2 separate regions of the Canis lupus genome follow, and region 2 is linked to region 1. A link is a contact called in public Hi-C data. All regions are on one chromosome and are shown on one strand. Each heading gives the region's core, a stretch centred on a gene start, on an enhancer-like site or on the middle of the called end of the contact. The rest is flanking DNA. Distances are from core to core; before and after follow the strand shown. Region 1 holds the start of WASL (neural Wiskott-Aldrich syndrome protein). Region 2 holds the start of NDUFA5 (NADH dehydrogenase [ubiquinone] 1 alpha subcomplex subunit 5).

What was found. A called contact is a pair of places that touch in the nucleus more often than the background predicts.
Region 2: a Hi-C map of blood shows a contact between it and region 1, with 3 times the contacts expected there. The contact joins the promoter of NDUFA5 here to the promoter of WASL in region 1. A contact is called at or near these places in 2 of 9 Hi-C or Micro-C datasets (both in blood).

The regions. Positions count from the first base shown.
Region 1 is chr14:11,771,340-11,778,783 of UU_Cfam_GSD_1.0, reverse strand. WASL (neural Wiskott-Aldrich syndrome protein) reads right to left here and starts at 4,705. Exons shown (of 11, transcript XM_038556644.1): 1 at 4,204-4,705. The coding sequence starts at 4,320. LOC119874505 (a long non-coding RNA gene) reads left to right here and starts at 4,837. Exons shown (of 2, transcript XR_005369338.1): 1 at 4,837-5,130; 2 at 6,152-7,444.
Region 2 is chr14:11,938,574-11,946,017 of UU_Cfam_GSD_1.0, reverse strand. NDUFA5 (NADH dehydrogenase [ubiquinone] 1 alpha subcomplex subunit 5) reads right to left here and starts at 4,255. Exons shown (of 5, transcript XM_038556664.1): 1 at 4,110-4,255; 2 at 3,745-3,789; 3 at 1,006-1,122. The coding sequence starts at 4,130. ASB15 (ankyrin repeat and SOCS box protein 15) reads left to right here and starts at 4,313. Exons shown (of 13, transcript XM_038556662.1): 1 at 4,313-4,870.

The sequences.
Region 1 (7,444 bases), core at 3,456-5,955:
CAGGACTATATATATTTAACTCCACTTGACAAGTTGGCCTATACTCTATAGAAAATTAAGTTAAATCACAGTACATGAAAAAACAACAGAACTACAAAATAAGACCTGATAAATCTTGTTTTTAACTCTTCTTTATTGTCCTAAGAAAATACTACCAGCTAATGAATTACATCAGAACTATTTAAGTACAAAATACATATTTATTACATACAACTTTAATTGAAACCTCAACTTTCACTAAATCTATTTTTTTAAAGATTTATTTATTTACTTATTTATGATAGACATAGAAAAAGAAAGAGAGAGAGAGAGAGAGAGAGAGAGAGGCAGGGATCCCCAATAAATATATTTTTTATAACTGTGGCAAAATAGATTTAAGATTCATCTCTTGGGAACCCTGGGTGGCGCAGCGGTTTAGCGCCTGCCTTTGGCCCAGGGCATAATCCTGGAGACCCGGGATCGAATCCCACGTCGGGCTCCCGGTGCATGGAGCCTGCTTCTCCCTCTGCCTGTGTCTCTGCCTCTCTCTCTCTCTCTCTCTCTGTGTGACTATCATAAAAAAATAAAAATTTTAAAAAATTTTTTAAAAAAATAAAAAAAAAGATTCATCTCTTCCATGAAACCAATCACCAACCTAGAGTAATATACAAGCATATTTCCATCTAGTAAAGTATGTATGCTTCTGCCTACTTTTTCTGCTGGTGGTTTTACCTTTCTTTGACCTAATTCTCTTCCCTCACCCACTCACTAAACCTAAGGGGAATGAAATCCTGCTAAAGGCTAATTGTCCTGGAATTCCTATCAACAGTGCCTTAATTTAGGCCTTCATATCTTATGTGCACTGTTGTGAAATTACTTGATCTCCTTTGTCTCCACTCTTACAACCCTCAATCCACCTTCTATAGTGCCTTCATCTTTCTCCAAAACTTTCTAAAAGTTGTATCTGATCTTGAGCACTAACTAGTGCAATACTTCCTCAACTGTATCTCTTATACCTATGAAATATACACTGATATCTTAATGGGTTAGAGAAAGTCTGTACTAAAAAAACAAAACAAACAAACAAAAAAAACCTTTGTTTTAGTTTAACCTTAACTCACAAAATATACACCTAAGATTGAAGGGAAACATATAAACATTTCAAATGTGTTTCAAGACTACCCTATCAGAAAACAGTAAACTTCAGTTACCTTCATATATGCTAAAGTCTCCTGTTAATAAGCTTGCTAAAAATAGAAATGCCCAAGTTCCAACTCAAACCCACTGAATATTATCTAGGAATTCGGGCTAGCAATATTTGTAATCTCCACAATGTTTCTAATGCATATCTAAGTTTGAGAACCCAAGCAGATACCTTCGTTGCTCCATAACTACTTGTAGGCCCCCGACTTTCCAAGCTATTTCATTCCTCTCATCATAATCTTAAATATTCAGGTATCACCCATCCTAAAACACTTCTCATCCTCTCTCAATCTCCTAAACTTTTGTGAAAAATAGCAACATCCATATATTTAACATAAAGTCCTTCTAATCCACAAAATTAGCCCATAATATCCCTATTTTAGAAATACGAAAACCAATTCTACTACAGGAAGTAAAACAAAAAGAAAAACAAAAGAAAAACTTGTCCTAAGTGACCAAATGAGTTGGAACTCTGGCAGGCTGACTACAAAGCCAAGATGTTTTACATTGTGACGTGCAGCCTCTTACACATTACTCTGAAGCACTTACTCATCAGTTTACATATTTGTTTCCCTTTTTAGACCTAGTAAGTTCCTTGAGGGTAGGCATCAACCCTGATTTTGACCTCAACATTTAGTTACTCAATATTGTTGAGTCAAAGAAGGAATGCAGCTCCTCCAGAACTGGGACTGCAACTATTTGTTTCATTTCTTGAACTCTTAGGGCTCTGAATATACTTCTGTCCTAACAAATTCCGGTCGACTTGTAAATGTTATTGCTGATGTTTTTAATGAGATAATGTATTTCACTATAATTTTAAACTACAAAAAGCGGCATAGTCAGCAAAGAAAAAAAGGATTTTTCAAAACAAAATAGTCTTTACTCTCAAGTAACTGGAGACTTCAAATATTAATCTTCACAACAATTTCATACCACAAGAGTGTATGAAATGCCAAATTCAAAAGGTAAAGGTGATTAATAATAGATGACATAAAGATACTGAGCACTGAATACTGATGGCTTATTCAGCAATCCACTTATGCTAACCAGAAAGCAAGGCTATCTTTCTCAATCACAGTATTCTCTCACATCTTTCATTTTTCTGAAACCAGTAAACATTACAGGTAAGCATAGAGCAATTAGTCAGTGTACTAGTGTTTGAATATAATGTCCTTCCTGCCTAAGCTTAATGTGTCTGGTATGTAAAACGTAAAACAACTATTTCCTTTCTGATACAGATCATATAGCAAATGAAACTAAAACAAAAAAATTTTAATTTTTTTTTCATTTGCAGATATTGTAACAGTTTAAAGAGCTGGAGATTTTCCTAAATCGAAAATATACAAAAATTAGTGCTGCTTTAAGAATCTCACACACTAATTATACCAAGTTTTGGTGGGGAAAAAAAAAAAAAAAAAGAACTGATTATTCCTTTTGCACCATTTTTTGAAATAAATCAATAACAAGTAAGAAAAAAAACCCTTCTAAAACAACATGATGTAGTGGAAACTACAGCAGACTAGGCATCCAAAGTCCTGGCTTTCTAGTTCTGGTTACCTACTAAACTGCTGTGTGACTTGGGGTTCACTGGCTCAGTTTTCTCATTTGTTCAAAAGCGAGGGAGGGAGGGGACACGGACACACACGACAGTTGTCTTTAAAACTGTTGCCCAAAATTTTGATTTTAAGCCAGTCCTCTTATTTCATTCTTCTAATCAGTAAAATACCAGGCCCGTCTGAATTGAAGGTAATGATTCAATCTCCAAGAGGATACAAAAAGGCTGACTCCTATAAAGTTAACAATTAACCCATAGAGTAACTTTCCAGAAATTGTCTATCCTAACTTCTTAAACAGATAGATGTAGCCTCGTTTGACATATTTAACACTACCAACAGAAGCTGTAAAATGGTACTGCTCTGTTGACATTTCAGTAGGGGTTTCCTGGTTTCCAGTGGCACATACTATGCAGGTGCTAAGACGCAAAGAGGGGAGACAGGGACCCAAACAGCATTTCAGCAAACTCGACTACAGTTCAACGGAGCCACAGCAGTAAGATGCAGCCAGACGAGGCCTACACCACAGAGCAGAACCTCCCCACCCCCAGAAGTGCCAGCAGCCAATGTAATGAATGCTTCCGTCAACAACACACATTCCCCTTCCCACAGCAGAACTGCTTGCTCCCAACCGGCCATCTGGGGTTGGAACAGGCCGCACAGCACCAACCTAAGAATCACTCTCAGGCCCCAAAAGGCCACGAACTACTAGAGACTGTGGTTCTCCTGCGCATGGTCGTGGGGAGAGCAGCACCTCCTCCCACCAATGAAGGGTTAAAAAAAAAAAAAAAAAAAAATCAGTGGAGAGGAGAGCAGAAACCAGGCCTGGTGAGGCTGCTGGAGGAAAAAAAAAAAAAAAAAAAAACGCTGTTTCTCTGCAATGGGGGGCAGCAACATTCCCTGCCCTCATTCTGAACCGATGCAATCGACTTCATTTTCTCCTGGGAGCCTAAACGGGGATCAAAAACCCCCATTCTGGCCCGCTTCATTCATATCCGGGCTTCATTCCCCGATCTACCCACTTCTGAAACCTCTGCCATTGTGAAAGAAGGTAGCCTCCTCCCCACCCCCAGATCAAGCGGCAGGAGGTGAAACAAGGGCCAGTACGGACGCCCGGTTTTTAAGATCCAGCAGCTCGTGCAGGAATAAAATCTCCTCTTGGCCTGAGAGCAAAGTTTGAGCCAGCAGCAAGGGCGCAGACCTGGGCCCGGCCAGGAGGGGTTCCAGGGCGGGCCTGCGGAGGTGACACTTCCCTGCTCACGGTCAGCTTCGGGAGGCGGGGGGCGGCGGCGGCGGCGGCGCCGGCCCGCACCGCCCGCACCCGCCGCGCCGGGCTGGCTGGAGGCCTGGCGGCGGCCGGACCCTCCCCGCGCCGCTCCCGCCTTCGTCCCCGCTCCCGCTTCCCGGCCCTCGTGCCCGGGCCCGTGAGGTATCGTCGGGGATGGCGACGCGGGTCTCGGCCACTGACCACACATTTCTTGCCGAGGAAGGTGAAGAGGGACTCATTCTCCTGCGGGGTGAGCAGCAAGGACCCCACGTTGGTGACCCTCCGCGGCGGCGGCGGCTGCTGCTGGCCCGAGCTCATGGTTTCGCCGGCGGGGCTGAGCGTCCGGGGCCGTCTCCGGCGAGCAGGCGAGCGCTCTCTCCCCTCTCGGTGACAGGGGTGGGAGGAGGGGAATCAGAGGCGCAGCATCTCGCAGCTCCTCGGGCGCGGGGAGGAGGAGGAGGAGGAGGCCGCGGGAAGGAGGAGCCAACGACGGGCCGCGCAAAGAAAGGGAAGCTCCCGGCTCCCGCCCGGCGAGTCCCAGGCCGGATGGTCGTTGACCTCGTACTCCAGCGACTGCGCTAAACTCCCAACTCCTCCTCCAACCCTCCTGCGGCGGCGGCGGCGGCGGCAGCGGCGGTGGTGGCGGCAGCACAATCCAACATGGCTGCGGGGGCGGACGAGACCACAGGACGCAGGACGCGGGGGAGCGCGCCGGAAACGCGCGGCTGCGGGCCGGGCCCGGGAGAAGCGCCCCCCCCCCCCACGCCGCGGCCGGCCCACCGCGCCGGCCCAGGCCCCGCCCACTTCCGGCCGGGGCGCGGGCTGCGAGGCGCGGGCGCGGGCGCGTGGGCGGGGGCGGGGATCGCGCGTGCGGGCCCCTGCTCCCGTGCTGGTTTCTGCGGGGCTTGGGCCGGGCGGCCGCCGTCTGCCAAAAACAGAAGTGGCCCGCGCGAGTTCTGCGGACGCACACCTTGGCGAAGCGTTTGTGCGGCCCCAGGTCCCCCTTCCCCGGAATGGCTCTTATTTGGGGGGCGCAGAAGCCGGACGTTCTTACTGCAGGTCAAAAGGATCTGGAGACGAAGACGGGAAAGTGACGCGCTCCCCTGTGCTCCTGGGTCGGAGCTGCAGGTGCCGGGGGTTTCTCAAACTTTGTGCAAACTTCAGCAGTGGGTGTAGAGGAACACACAGGCCTCTCTCCCGGAGTTGTGAAAGAGCTTGCTGATGGATGTTAACAAAAACCAAACGCACTTAGAATTTTCTACCGCTCGCCTGGAGTGTTGCGTGGGATGAGTGTATTGAGAACATTTAAATTCAGGCTCTTTTCTCTGAAGTGCCCTGAACACGTTTTTCCCCATCTTGAAAATTGGAAAATATTCTCCCCCCCCCCACCTTCTCATCTTTCTATTCCTATTTAATAAAGGTGTAGTATAGAGATAACTAAACCTACTTCTAAGTAGTAAAATTTACCCGGAAAGCATACGTGAAATACCTGATGGACGGTGGTTACTCAAACATTACTTGCTCTATAGTCCTTATCTTCCCTTTGCCTATGGTTTGCTTCCCTTCCCTTAGCTAAGGATCAAAAGTGGAGTTGAAATGTGTATTTTTTATCTTTGTGCTATCTAAGCATGAAATTTCAAAAAACTGTAGCATTTAGAACTCTCTGTATTTCTTCAAATGTATAGTGGTAAATTGGGGGCATAATTTCTTAGCAGAATTTCTACTTAGGCTATATAGGATGCCGCATGGACGATATATGTACTATTATGTGAAAATTACAAAACTTAAAAACTATAAATCTAGAGACAATCATTTGTTCCTAATACTATCTTTATAATATTAAATACTATTTTATCATATTATGTTTTTTCTTTCTTTCTTTCTTTCTTTCTTTCTTTCTTTCTTTCTTTCTTTCTTTCTTTCTTTCTTTTCTTATGATTTTATTTATTTGTTCATAACAGACACAGAGAGAGAGAGGCAGAGACACAGGCAGAGGGAGAAGCAGGCTCCATGCAGGGAGCCCGACGTGGGACTCGATCCCGGGTCTCCAGGATCACACCCCCGGCTGAAGGCCGCGCTAAAGCACTGAGCCACCGGGGCTGCACCATATTATATTTTCTAAGTTTTTTTTTTTTTTTTTTTATGATAGTCACAGAGAGAGAAAGAGAGGCAGAGGCACAGGCAGAGGGAGAAGCAGGCTCCATGCACCGGGAGCCCGACGTGGGATTCGATCCCGGGTCTCCAGGATCGCGCCCTGGGCCAAAGGTAGGCGCTAAACCGCTGCGCCACCCAGGGATCCCCCTATTTTCTAATACTAATTTTGTTCGTTAGTAAAAACTGAAAGGCAGCGATTTTTATGCTAGTATGCTAGCTTTTGAAAGCTTATAAACAACCCAACTATTTTGAAGATGGGAGACACATGGAAGAGGGCTACAGGAAAAAGCAGGCAGCATGGGAGGCTAGTTGAAGGGACAGCAGCTGTGAGCTAACTATTGGGTTCCAATCATTTACAACCTCTTGTTAGCTTAGACTATGTATTGTTTCCATTGCTTTTTTTTTTTTCTTTCAGGAGATATTAAATGGCTTATCTATTTCTAGGTGCAGTTTTCTATTTGCCCCTGTCTTTTTTGTTTAAAAATTATAACCACCATAGACTTTTTTCTCAAGCCCAAATCATTTCTTTAACTTGGACTCAAAATTTGAAATATATTTTGTGCACAAAATTGCAACCTAAGTTCTTATTTTTTACCCCTTTGTTGTTATTTTTGCTTTTCTTTGGCCTTTTTCCAACACCCTGTTCTTAAATGTGGAAAATGTTACCGTGAACATTACGTTGGAAATATGACTTCCTTATTCTTAGGAGCATGTGAGCAAGCAACATTTGGGGTTTTCCCTTCTTACCGTGCATACAAGGATTTTATTTTCCCATGTTCATCCCCATACCAAGCAGTAGCAGTTTGATTTGTTTCAAAGTTTTAGCAAGTCTCTTGTTTCATTCTTGATAGCATATCCTCTATTTGGCAGAACGCAAGACATCTTTCTCTCTGTTTTCTTTGGCAAGTTATTTTCTTATCTCAAATTCTTTTTATCCAGTTTGAGAGATTGGATTTGGTCCAGGAAATAAGAAGGATTCTATTTCCCTTCCATTAAGTATCTTGAAATTTATAAGCTAGGTTAAGAAGACTGTAAGGATTTTATCTTCTTATATGTATAAAATGCATATGCTATATTAAAATGTCTATGAAGATAAGTAAGAATAAGGCAGTTCTTAAATTTAATTTCTTCCATTTGACTTTCCGGCCGAAAATCTATTCTACTTTTATTTTCTTCTTTTTTGCTATGACCCTTTAAGGAAAAGTCCTCATTTTAACAGAAAACATTAGGGTAGCTTATTTATGGAAATGAGGGCATAATTTCAGAAGTATTCCCTGCCATTATCATT
Region 2 (7,444 bases), core at 3,006-5,505, 170 kb before region 1:
GCTGCCAATAAAATACCAAAGACTGTGCGGCTTCAACAACAAAAAATTATTTTCTCACAGCTCTGGAGACTGCTAGTCCAAAATTAAGGTCCAAAAGGGTCAGTTTCTGATGAGAGCTCTCTTTCTGGCTTGCAGACAGCTACCTTTTTTCTTGTGTTCTCATATGGCAGAGAGAGCTGTCTCTTATAAGGACACTAATCCTATTGAATCAGGGCCAATCTTATGACCTCATCAACCTTAATTACCTCTATAGATGTTCCAGCCACCCTGGGGGGTTAGGGCTTCAACATATAATTTGGCAGGGAACACAGTCAGTTCATAACAATGATAATTTTTTTAATAAAGTAATTATGTTTTCTTTTTTTTAAATATTTTATTTATTTATTCATGAGAGATACACAGAGAGAGAGAGAGAGAGAGAGGCAGAGACACAGGCAGAGGGAGAAGCAAGCTCCATGCAGGGAGCCTGATGTGGGACTGGATCCCGGGTCTCCAGGATCACACCCTGGGCGGAAGGCGGCACTAAAACACTGAGCCACCAGGGCTGTCCAACAAAGATATAATTTTTGGTAATTAAGAGACTAACTTGACCCTCTCTGTAATAAGCATTTTTCAAGTTTTTTCTAACCGTTTTGTTTAAACACAACATACATTTTTTGTGTTCTACTTTCATTTTTCTCTACTCTGAAACTACAAAAAGAGGTAAAGACTGATATATCTATAGATAAGTCAACAATCAACAAAGGACTTGATAAAGAAGAGATGTACTACAATGTTAACTTAGAGAAGGGACATGATGTTATTCTTTCACTCCAGTATTTAATAGTGGCTTACATATGGAAAACATTAGTAAACAGGAATTTGCTGAATGAAAGGGAAAAAGGATGGAAGAAAAGCACAGAAGAATAGAAGAGCGGGGGGGGGGGGGGGGGAGCAATTTAACTTTTTTTAATGGTGCATTGGAAACCATAAATCCAAGAAAACAAAATCAAGTCAGCTACTTACCGCTTTAACCATACTCAGCTTCTCATTTGTAATCTGTTCTGTATACTTTCTATATGCTGCGTTTTTAGGAATTTGCTCAAGAACATCAAGAATCTTTGTGTACAATATTCTTAACCTCTGAAAAGACAAATCATATACATTTCCAGTTTAAAGTATCATCAAAGATTCAACAGAACATTTTAAAAAGTCTCACTAATTACAAAAAGATTCACATCTGTTTTTTAAAAAGCATTTAAGTCTTCCTTGTTATAATTTCTTCATGTCTTTGCCTTATTACCTTTATAATTGAAGGAAACTGTGAGTACAGTTGACCCTTGAACAACGCTGAGGTTAGAGAGCCTATCACTGGCATGGCTGAAAATCCACATATAACTTATGACTCCCCCAAAACCTGACCAATAACGAATATGCCTGACCAATAACATAAACAGTTAACACATACTTTATATGTTGTATGTTATCACATATTATATTCTTACAATAAAGTAAGCTAGGGAAAAGATGTTATTATGAAAATCATGAGGGACACCTAGGTGGCTCAGTGGTTGAGCACCTGCCTTAAGCTCAGGGTGTGATCCTGGGGTCCTGGGATGTAGTCCTGCATCAGGCTCCCTGCGGGGAGCCTCCTTTTCCCTCTGCCTCTGCCTCTGTCTCTGCCTCTCTAAGTCTCTAATGAATAAATAAATAAAATCTTAAAAAAAAAAAAAAAAGCAGATCATTTAAGGAAAATACATTTACAATACTATACTGTATTTACTGAAAAATATATGTACATAAGTGGACCCAAGCAGTTCAAACCTGTTATTCAAGGGTCAAGTGTATAAAATGGATACTTTTTATGTTGCATTAACAACATAGGTTGTATATAAGCCAAAGGTATGGTAACAAGTAAAAATAAAACTGCATTCTAACTTATTGCTAATGATCTATTTGAAAATAAACTCATTTACTAAATCATTACTTCTCAAATTGCAATCCTAAGCACTACAAATTGATTTTTTTCCATTTTTCTCATTTGAATTTCTGAAGAAGTAAAAAAATATATAAAAGCAATGATTATCGGAATGATCAAATTTAACTAAATGTAGTCATAATACTTCAGCTTATGGTGACTGAGTTGGTCATGAAAATGAAGGTTTCACACAGGCTTAAAAGAAAAGGAACAAGAGAACTGAACTTAAAGCACAATGAACTTCAAGTTCACATACAGCAGTTAGTAGTAAAGCTACATGGTAAGAAACTGTTACACCAGATCATAATTCACAAGAGTTCATAAATAGTAAATATAATCACAAATATACATACATTATATAAAGAATTCTTTGTATTTCATTGTACAAAATCCATAGGTACTAACACCTAGTTTCATTCATATATATTCACAATATACATATGAATAAATAAATAAGAAATTAGACGTGATTTCAAGGTTTTTGAACTCAGTCAACACAAGAATGAAACTGCCATTCATTGAGGTGAGCAAGCCTGAGAGAAAAGCATTTTTTAGGGAGAAGAATAGGAACACAATTTTGGGTGTTTAGTTTGGGTTGCCTGGTCTGACATTCAAGTGAAGATATCCACTCAGCAATTAAATATACAAGACTCTCAGAGGTCAGTGCTCAATACAGATATTTAACAGTTATCAGTGTATAGGTAGTATTTAAAACCACTAAATTGAGTCCAGACAAGGAGACAAATATAAATAGAGAAAAGTTCCAAAAACTAAGTCTAAGAACTCCAAAATTCCTAAGTGGGGATATGAGAAATAACCAGAAAGGGAAAAGTCAATGAGAGTAAGGGGGCGGGGGGGGGGGGGGGGGGGGACGGACAAAAAACAGAAGACTAGGTGAATTCCCAAGCACAGAAGCGCTTGATGGAGACGGTGCCAAACGTCGCCGGTGCGGCTACTGAGTCAATTAAGATGAGAAACGTGAGCTGACCATTCGATTCAGCAGCACAGAAATCATGGTGACCTTGAAAAGAGCGGTTCTAGCCAAGTCTGGGTGGAGTGAATTCAAAAGGGAGTAAGAGAAACTGGAGACAGTTAAGTCCAGATAACTCTTTGGAGTTATCTATAAAAGGAAGGAGAGAGATGCTGTGATTACTGAAAGGAGCGAGGGAGGTCTTTAAAGTCTTTTCAGATGGAAGCATTCTGAAGACCGATGGGAAAGACCCACTGATGACGCAAGGGGTTAACTGCTAGAGCGATAGACGCGGTAAGGCAAGGCAGGGCGTGGGGGGCGGTGGAACATGGAGACACAGGTATGGGAGGGTACTCATAACGGGACAGGTGAAGGCACGAGAAGCCTACGGAAAAACTCAGCAAGAAAAGGGACTTAAGAACGAGGTCATGGGGCGGTCCCGGTGGCACAGCGGCTTAGCGCCGCCTGCAGCCTGAGGTGTGATCCTGGAGTCCCAGGTCGAGCTCCCCGCATGGAGCCTGCTTCTCCCTCTGCCTGTATCTCTGCCTCTCTCTCTCTCTCTCCCATGAATAAATAAATAAAATCTTAAAAAAAAAAAAAAAAAAAAAGAACGAGGTCATGGAACGCGCAGGCGCAGACGCACGCGCACGGGACCCATCGACAAAGGAGAGAGAGACCCTGTTCTGGTCTCAAGGCGGCTCTCAGGCCGGCCTGTGATTTGGGGCTTGAAATATCCGCACCCCGCTGCCCTTTCTACCAGGGTCACAGGGTTCTGGTCGTCCTGGGGAATCCGGGAATGGAGCAGCACGGAACGTACCTCGTGTGGGCTCTCACATACAGCCAATCCCACAAGGCCGGTGGTCTGTTCAAAAACAAAACACGATTCAAGCTGTTTACAATTCCGCGCGCCCGCCACGCTAAGGAAGGAGAGACCTACCACCCCCCACCCCCCACCCCCGCCCCGGCTACTACCGACCTAAAAACAGCTGTCGGTCTCTCGGAGCCACTAGGCTGGAGAACGGGGCTACGGAGTGCGTCCTCCCTGAGGCCACAGCAGAACGAGTCCGCCCAACAGCCTCGGCCATCCCGCGCCAGTTCCCGCCACCACCGCGGGGTGAGGGGCTTTCGGGCTGACTCTACCCCCACGGTCTAAAACCCAGCAGTGACCTCCATTCGCCTCACCTTCTTCAGCACACCCGCCATGACAGCGCCGACGGGCCGGGGACGCGCAGCCCTCTGGGAACCCGGCTCAGACCCGCTCAATCCAGCGCCGAGGCCGCCACACTATCACCTTGGAAGCAGCTCCCGCCCCCCTCGCGATCTCCACCCGGCGGAGGCTGTGCCCCGCCCATTCGGGGGGGGGGGGGGGGGGATCGACGCCTGCGCAGTGAGTACACCGGAGTCCGGAGCAGGCGCTGCAGGAAGGAGCTGTTGGGCGGCTTCCGTCTGGCGAATGGGTTCCTGCCTTGACGACCGCTGACGGCTTGCGCGGAGGCGGAGGGAAACGCTCCAAATTTCCAGAAACCTACCACAGAATGTGCACCTGGCTTATCCTTTGGCGAATCCCTCAACCTCCCTTGCACGGTGCAGCGTGTAGTAACAGGAGCGTGGTCCCCTGGAGCTGTCCTCTCCGTGATCTCGTCGCAGCCAAGGTTGATCCGTAGCACCAGGATATCGGTATTTTCAGTCTACTGTGCCAGTGCAGTTCACGGTGTGAAGCCATTCCCTGGCTCAGCCCTTTTCCATTTCACTTCCGGAAGTGTGTCATCCACCTTCGCGTTTCCCCAGGGAAGTGATAACAGATCACAGCACTTCTCCCCACGTATCTCTGCAAACATTTATCGAGTACGCGTTAGGTGTTAGTTACCGGGACGTGATTTTTCAGGCAGGATCCCACATCCTGGAATTTACTGAACGGTGATGAAAACACGCATTAACAGTTGGTAAGTGTTCTTCTAAAAGAGGTTTGCACCTCTTTTAGAGTGCAGTGGTAGCAGGGAAGAGGAAGTAAATAACCAAAAATGGTTAGTTACAAAAAAGTGACATGTATTTATACATATGTATATGTGTCACTCTTTCTAGAATATAAACCATATATGGATGGAAAATTTTTCCTACCATATCTGAAAGGGCTAAAATAGTACCTGGTACATAAGAAGCACCCAATAACTATATTTTTTTAATGAATACAATAGAAAAATAAGCAAAAGGAATAAAATAGACAATTGACAAAAATGGAAACAGGAAAAGTCAATAAACATCAAAAGGACTCAACCTCCCTAATAATCAAGAAAATGCAAATTAACTATAATTTTACTGCCATCTTACAAAAGTAAAGAATGACAATACCAAGTGTTAGCAAGGATGGAGAGCACCAGGAGGACTCATATACTGCTGGTGGGAGTGAATTCATATAATCACTTTAGGGAATAATTTCACAAGAGTTACTTGAAGACATGCAAAACCTATAGCTGAGTTGTATGGGATGAAATATGTCCCCCAAATTCATATACTGAAGTCATAAACCCCACTATCTCAAAATTGACCTTATATAAAAATAGGACCATTAAAAATGTAATTAGTTAAAATGGGCTCATTAAAGTAAGCCCTTCTCTAATACTACTGATATCCTAATTAAAAGGAAATATTTGGACACAGAGAAATGTACACAGGGAGAATATAAAATGTAATGCAAAGATGAGGGCAGAGGTAGGGATGACGCTTCTACAAGACAAGGACCAACAAAGATTTCTAGAAAATCACTAGAAGTTAGGGGAGAGCCATGGAACAAATTCTCTGAGCCCTTAGAAGAAACCAAACACTGACTTGATCTCTGACTTCCAGCCTCCAGACAGAGGAGCTAATACTTTTAATGATGTTTAAATCACTGAGTGTGTGGTATTTTGTTACAGCAACCCTATAAACTAACACTGAGTAACATATCTTCCTCTCTTACATTTGGATAGCTGTCCCTAGAAAGATGAGCCATAGGGGTATAATTTTCCCAGCTCAGATTACTCAAGAATTAGGCTTCCCCATAACTTCCATCATAATTTCTAACTTCTAGTATTTCAATCATTCGCAGTTACAATTCAGGACAGAGGAAATATATATTAACATGTGTGCATATATGCATTTTAAAGATACAAGCAGGCATGTGTATGGTTGTATACACATAAAAAAATACAAACAACTGAACTGGAACAAACTGTCTGATGCATCAATTTGCTCCTGCCATGGTGACATTTATATCTGGACACACTAGATTAGATTCAGGAAACCATAGTGGGATTGAGAGAAAATGTCCTTATTTTTCAAACCAGATAGTGCTGAAATAATCACCAGAACTTGGATGAATGGAAGTTTATGAGGTCACAAACTTTATCCCCTGTACCTCCAGATTCTAAGAATTTTTGTCATTGTGGATGTGTTCTAGAATGTAGAATCATGTGATTATAAAAGATACATGTGTTTTCATTTGTTGTAACTTTAGGAGTTCAGGCTTCTGACGTACCATATTTTTAAAAGACACCACGGCTAGACAGATCTAGCTGATCCGGGCTAAGGTATACTGCATAGCTAACCATTTCTATGTAGTGGGGAAATGTGTAGGTTTTCTGAACCAGTCCATTTGCAGAAGTGTGAGGCTATGTATGGAGAGGGCTTAATAGCTTGATAGTCACCACCACCTATGGCTGGTGACAGTAGAATTGGCTATAAAGAGAAATCAACTTTGGCATCTGTGATATCGAAAAGGGATTTGGGAATATCTTAATGTAAATAGCAAGGACATCAAATGCATTATATTCTCTCAGCTGGGAGAGAGTTCCCAGAGGGTAAGTGTTAGAACTCTGCTAAGGAAGCAGACAGATGTTAGGAAGTTCTTCTGTAAACAAAATTAGCAAGGCCAGGTGACTTAGAGCTAAAATCTGGATCTCATGTTTTATACAATTTTCTGTGGAGGACCCCTAGCCTACCCAATAAGGGAGGTCTTGTTTCTCCAAAATTAAGTAACTGGAAGAATTAGGACCTCCTACACTGCTTCTTAATGATAGATACTCTTCTGCAAAGGGCTGAATCTTACCAAAGTCAGGAAGTTAGAGTGTTTCTCTAGAATCTAAGGCTCTGGAGCTATGTTTCCCAGCCAATTACTTGAGGGAGACATGAAACCAAAAGGCTGAAAAGGAAGAAAGCATCTCAATTTTCAGGGCATGAGAGGCTCGTTCCTAATAATCTAAAGGGGACAAGTACTATGTTGGCTGGTTTACTCTTAGTTTTCCTGGTCAGGGAACAAGGGTGAAAATAATGTCCCCTCAGGGAGTATTTTTCCCTCTCCCGAACTTGACAAGAAAGAAAATCATATTTTTTCAAATTAGTTCTTAGACCAAAATGTTAAAATTCAAATTGTTTAGACATTACCCATCTTTTTTGCCTCCATTCATATCAGGCATATTCAAAATATCTTAGTTCTTTACAGTCTTTTCTATCTGTGCTATGAATATTTCTAAAAAGGGACT